Linked DNA regions of Mus musculus: region 1 is linked to region 2. A link is a contact called in public Hi-C data. All regions are on one chromosome and are shown on one strand. The core of a region is the stretch at or near the end of the contact, and the rest is flanking DNA. Distances in the headings are between cores, read along the strand shown. Region 1 overlaps Rad18 (RAD18 E3 ubiquitin protein ligase). Region 2 has its middle 7.3 kb from the start of Gm35706.

Region 1 (3,159 bases), core at 368-2,867, 69 kb after region 2:
CAACAGTCATACTCTGTGGGAACTCCTAGTATACTAAGCAGTTACTTTCACATTCATGACTTCGTTAAAACCCACAGTTGCCTCTCTTCTAAAGACAAACCTATAATTTGAATTATTACTATATCATTCTTATTGTGTTAAGTATGAGAACAATGAACTTATAAGGACCAAAGAAAAGAGTCTTTCCCTTGAATCAAAAACCCGTAGCTTTAAAAAGCTGCGTACATACCTGAGTCAAAAGCTGAGTGGTATAGCTATAATTCTAGTACTTGGGAGGCAGAGGAAGGAAAATGTGGTTTTGACTACATCCTGGCCTCCATTGTGAGTTCTAGGCTATCCTGGAAGAAGGTACAAATACTATATCCAGACTTGGTCTCAAAATAACAGAGCTGGGGAGATAACTAAGTCATGGAAATCTTGAGTTCCTTCCCTAGACCTCGGTGGTGGTCTGAATAAGAATGGCCCCCAGAGGCTCCCAGAATTGAATGCTTAGTCATCAGGTAGTAGCAGTACTTGAGAAGGATTAAGAGGTGTGGCCTTGTAGGAAGAAGTGTATCATTGGGTGTGTATGTGGGGTGGGGAGAGGGGTGAGCTTTGAGGTTTCAAAAGCCCCAGGCAGGCCCAGTGTTGGCCCTCTTCCTGTTGCCTGCAGGTTCAGATGTAGAACTCTCAGCTACTTCTCCAGCACCATGTCTGCCTGCATGCTGCCATGCTTCCTGCCATGATAACAGACTAAATCTCTGAAACTGTAAGCCCGCCCCAATTAAACACCTTCCTTTATATGAGTAGCCATGGTCATGGTGTCTCTTCACAGTTAACAGAAACCTTCACTAGGACAAACCTACATTAAAAAGCCAAGTACTTGTAATCCCAGGACTGGGAGGTGGATAGGTGGATAGAGCCTTGGGCTGAGGCTCACTGAAAGCAGGCCTAACTTATTTATTGAGTTCTAGGCCAGTGAGAAATCCTGTCTGTCTCTCTGACTCACACACACACACACACCAAACAAAACCCAAGTCCCCCTTTACAGATAGATGGGCCACACAAATTCCCTCACTTTGGGCAGAACATCAGATAATGACAGAGACAGAGACAGAGAGAGAGAGAGAGAGAGAGAGAGAGAGAGAGAGAGAGAGAGAGAGAGAGAGAAGAGGGAGGAAGGGAGCAAGAGGGATGCTGTGATACTGTGCACTAAGCTAAACTTCTCAGGAGTTTTTTCTTTCATCGTTTATTCTGATGTTGGGAATGGAAGGAATCCTGGGCTTTAATATATTAAGCACATATTTTTTTTTCTTTTACCATTAACTTTGTTGCTGCTATTGTTTGTTTTGTTGAGATAGAGTCTTATTATGTAGCTCTGGCTCACCTGAAAACAATGTAGGCCAGGCTGGTTTGGCTTCTTAAGTACAAGACAAACATGTGAGTCCACACGCACTTATAAATAAGCCTTACTCTTCTGCTGGGTACTCAAGAGGAAGCCTAAAACAGGCCAGAAATAGGAGTGCCTATTGAGACAGCCAGGAGGGAGGCAGAAAGCATGTCTCCCTCCCAGGATGCTTCTCTTCTGTGAAGAATAGGAATGCACTGGTCCCTGGAACTCAGACAAAAGTCTCTGAGCTTCTGATGGAAAAACAAGAGCTGATGATCTCACGGATTCTTTGGCGAAGGCAGTCAGAGCAACCACTAAAACCCAACCAGGCCAACTCCCAGATCGCCTGGCTCAACTCCCCACATTACTGGTTAGACAGAAGTAGGCTCTTTTCTAGGCACAAACATTATTTAGCTCGATCTCAGGCATCCTACACAGGATGTTCAGTCTTAGGCTAAAAATGAAGACAAAGAACAATCAAGAAAGAGACCCTACTGTCATGCACAAAGCAACTGATGCAGAGGCAGCCCAAATACTGGGCCCACCAGACCACATGACCTCAAACATAACTATGACCAGTGATATACACTGAGGGCTCTAACACAAAAGAAAAGGAACATCCAGAGAACTCCCACAGACATGGAAATGATATGAACAAATCAAATGGAAACACTGAAAAGTTCTAAAGCATCAGAGAAGAAATGCTTCTTTAAAGGACAATTACGTATAAAGTATGAAACTGATGAATGATACAGTAAATTTAAAAGATATGTCAGCAAAAAACATCAAACTGGGGGCTGAAGAGATGGCTCAGTGGTTAAGAGCGCTTGCTCCTGAACACAGAAGGGAGCTCTTAACCACCTTTAACTCCAGTTCCAGGGGATTCAATGTTCTCTTCACCCGCAACCTGCGCACACATGACACAAACACCCTCTCTTACACACATACATACATATAAGTAAAAAAAAAAAAAAAAAAAAAAATTTAAGTCCAAACTAAAACAGAAAAAAATTGCATGTGTGTGTACATGACTAGAATCCCTGAAGAAGAAATGACTATAAAATTAATTACAATACTGAGTTTTCTAAAAATCAATTAAAGACATCAAATAGACTAAAGCTAGTTAGTTAGCCCTGCCCCCATTAACAAATAACAAACAGTAAACACCTAGATACATATTCAAAGTGCTGAAAATCTTTGAAGGCAGACAGAGCTAAAGGACATTCCATAGAGGGATAAATAAGATTTCCAGTAGGCTTCGCATCACAAACCAGACAGGCCTTGAGGTGACGCAGTGGTGGCTTGAAAGTGCCAGAAGAAAAACTGTCAACCTAGAAGCCGCTCCCAGCAAAAACAGCTTTTAAAGATGAAAGCTGAGAAGAGACATCACAGACAAAAGCTAGGAGGACTGGTGGCTAATACAATTAAGAAATAACATAAGAAATATTAAGGAAGCTTCCTACATCAAACAAGCACGATCACCGGCTGCCAATCTGCAGCCATTTAACATGCGTAGGAGTAAATACACCACAAGGGGACCAGGAACAGAAAGTACGGCATGGAAACACTGCTGTTGGTTCTCATAGATCTGAAGGCATCAAGAATACGTCAAGAATTAGGAAAGCCCTAAGAGAACCAAGGGCAAACGATTAGTTGGCCCGACAGCTTCACCAACACCAGAGAGGGCGATAGGCTAGGCTTCTGCAGAAAGTGGTTTGTGTTTTAGCACAGGCAGAGAGCATCTGAGACATCTGAGCTGCTCCAAGCCTGGTTCCCACAAGGCAACACCA
Region 2 (3,261 bases), core at 538-3,037:
TAGAGTGGGGGGATTTTACTTGTTTATTTTAGTCCATAACTATAATTCTTTTATTTTGAAAATGATGTCAATGAATCAGTACATAAGTAGCTCTTGGACTGGCATACTGGCATCAATTACTCGATGTGACTTTGAGATCCGTGGAAACAGTTGACTTGTCAATATTTTTAAATTGAATATATTTCAAACAATATATTCTGATCATGGTTTCCCCTCTCCCAATTCCTTTCAGATCCTCCCCACCTCCCTATCCACACAACCCCAGAGTTACCCCTTTGTGCTCTCATTCTCTCTCTCTCTCTCTTTCTCTCTCTCTCTTTCTCACACACACACACACAAACAGACGAACAAGCCAGAATTTTAAAAAATGTATAAGGAACACAAACACAAAAACAAAATAAAACCCATAAAAATACAAAATTGAAGCCATAATATATAAGCAAAAGACTACTAAGACAGACAAACAGACAAACAAACAAAAGCAAACAAAAGCAAACAAAGCAACGGGACAGAAAAGTTCTACTGCTGCTGGCCCTTAAGTGTGGTTTATACACTCAATGAGACTCCATTGGAGAAAACTGATTTTTCCCTTTCAATTGGATGTCAATTAAAGATAGCTCCTGGGTTAAGGGTGGTGGCTCACATCTGGCTCTGGAGTAGGAAGGGTTTGGAAACACATAACACAGCAGGCAGTTCTCACACTTCTGATAGGAGTGAGCAATGACATTCTGGAATGGCGCCCAGGCCAGGCTGCCATGGTACTAGGGGCACAGTGACTTGCCAACCATCTGGACGGTGACTAGACGCCCAAAAGAAAAGATAGCCCAGAGCTGGAACCCAGTGAGGCAGGCAGGAGGACTGCACAGCTGGGCAGAGAAGTGCACATCTGACAATGGGCATCCGGGGAGCAGCCATTAGTCTTGCCTGAACTCAGCTCACATTCCCATGGGAGGTGTCAGTCATTTCCTGAAGCCACAGGTGGGCAGACAGTACGTAGGCTCACCTCACAGATAGAAACCAGAGCTCAAAGGCCCAAAGAGGGGACAGGAAGGTGGGACTGTGCTAGCATAGGTCTGAAGGGTCCTGATAATCAAATCCATGTCTCTGATTCTTGAGGAAATAGTGACTAACAGTGTTGCGTTTGCCATGACAGATCATATTTCTGTAGATTTATTTGTTTGTTTGAACTAAACTGTCCTTTCTGTAGTCGTAGGACAAAACTGTGGAGGAGGCCCTGAAGCCCCATATCCTCAGACTCCCTTCCATTCCTCTTGTCTAACCTCCCTTTCTTCCCACACTCAATTATAACCAGTCCTCGGGGCTTCCCAGATGGCCAGTCTCTGCCCCCTCGATAGCTTCCATCTTTAAGTATTTTAGGAGGTGTTTATGTCCTCTCTAGTTATTACCCCCACCCCCACCCCACATACTCAACTATAAGCTGCATAAAAGCAGCTTTACATAGGGGCATAGCCCCAGTGCCTATAAACAGAGCCTCACACATCATAGGTTCTTAATATATGTTTAAAGAACCAGGCAAGTCACTTACACAGAAGTTATGGAGGCTGCCCATGTTCCTCCCTGCAGTGTAACAGAGCTGTAAAAGAAGAGGGCCCTTTTGGAAAACAGAAATGTGCTGCGAAGAGGAAGAGAAGATTTGCTGAGCCCTTATTCCAGGGCCAAGCACCAAGCTAGGTAATTAACATATATTATCCATGACAATGGCTGTGCCGGTAGCTGCCCTGCGACAAGTTAATAATTAATCCAAAGCAATTGGTCTCTAGTAAAGGAATGGGAGATATAAAAAAGGAGTTTGAGTCTGAGATGGACTTTTCTGAGTACCTATCTTAGCACTCTGTAGCTTTATAGCCTTTAGCCACTTACACAATCAAAACTTAACCCTTGCCTACTTGTAGGAGGGATTGCTTTAGACATCACAACTGCTCAGTTATGACTAGGGAGGCTGCCACTGCCCAGGTGGGAGGTCTCCAAGTCAATGGGACTTTTATGTACCTTCCCCTACAGATATAAGTATGGATGGAAGATCCTTTGTGAAGACATGGCCAGGTGAAGTTGTTGATGCCTTTCATCTAGAAAAAAAACGACGCTGAGGAATTTTTAAGGACCAAAAGTAGCCATGGATATGTCTAATGATACCTGGGGAATAATTCTAGGTGTGATTTTTGGTCACCTATATTTGACTTAAGTCAGATTCATAAACAACTCATGTGGCTTCCAGTGAAGCTATTACATGACAACGTTGCTGGTCTTCTCTAAGATCCAGCTGTGATGCAAGATCATTTCCACTGCCAAACGGCCTCTGGCCCTGAGATCACCGGGCAGAAGAATGGAGTTGAGAAAGCAACCTAGAGACAAATAAGGCCATACAAAGGAGTTGTTCTGAGAGAAGGCCCAAGAGCTGATGAAAAGAGACAGACCAGGCAGTCACTTGCAGAATCAAAACTTAGACCTGATGACGTATTCCCATCTTACACAGGAAGACCTCTCAACATGAGCCCAACTAGGTTTCAGTATCTCTATGGCCAGAGCTATCTGTGTCCAATTCTCCTTCCGGTTCTCTCAGCAACTGTGGTGCATCCCATTTATCCTTCTTCTTTCACATCAATGTACTTCCAGGATGTGTCAATTGGGTGGCTTCCCTTCTTGGTCTTTCCCTTTAATGGCTGCATCAGTTCCCAAAAGGCTCCACTGATCATGTAACCACTGTGGGAATACGATTTCACAGATGAAGAGCCACATTAGAAAGGTCTTGTTGGAACATGAAAACAATCATAGGCCCTTAGATCTCAAGCCCAGGGCATATTTGATGTAAATTGGTGGTAAGAAACTAGGATGAGAATAAGCATATGTACATATGAGAGGGATGTGAATAATGTGAACCAGAGGGTTTGCTTAAATAAACTGAAAGAAAAAATGGTTCCAGTCTTCCATTCCTCCTTCTGTCTAGACCAACTCTAAAGGTACATTGCAACATCTCCCATGGACAGCTGGAGTCTATCTCTCCATCCTCGACACTTGGTGGGCCTTGTGACACAGTATGACCATTGCATGCTCTCTCTTGCTGTCTCTGTCTGGATCCTAACATCAGTGTATGACTTTCCATTTTTGCTGCTCTAACAAAATGTATAAGGAACAAACACACTTCTCACAGTTGTAGCAGCTGGAAGTTCAAGCTGAAGGTTCAAGGTTGGTTTGGTCAGGGCCATTCTCTGCTTCTGAGATGGCAACTTTATGCTGTGTCCT

Evidence for each region. A called contact is a pair of places that touch in the nucleus more often than the background predicts.
Region 1: a contact with region 2 is called in a Hi-C map of uterus, with 4 times the contacts expected there. The contact joins two enhancer-like sites. A contact is called at or near these places in 5 of 484 Hi-C or Micro-C datasets (bone marrow-derived macrophages, embryonic retina, myeloid progenitors and 1 more) and 1 of 115 datasets of contacts at active chromatin or transcription factors (embryonic stem cells).

What each region holds. Positions count from the first base shown.
Region 1 is chr6:112,620,939-112,624,097 of GRCm38.p6, forward strand. All of the region lies in intron 11 of Rad18 (RAD18 E3 ubiquitin protein ligase), which reads right to left. Among named protein-coding and RNA genes, the nearest start is that of Gm23002, 29 kb to the left of the region's middle. Within about 2 kb of position 1,618, at least 14 of the 459 cell types and tissues checked have an H3K27ac peak or open chromatin away from gene starts, as enhancers often do. A contact at or near this core is called in uterus, where this site is marked.
Region 2 is chr6:112,551,979-112,555,239 of GRCm38.p6, forward strand. No RefSeq gene overlaps it. Among named protein-coding and RNA genes, the nearest start is that of Gm35706, 7.3 kb to the left of the region's middle. Within about 2 kb of position 1,788, at least 18 of the 459 cell types and tissues checked have an H3K27ac peak or open chromatin away from gene starts, as enhancers often do. A contact at or near this core is called in uterus, where this site is marked.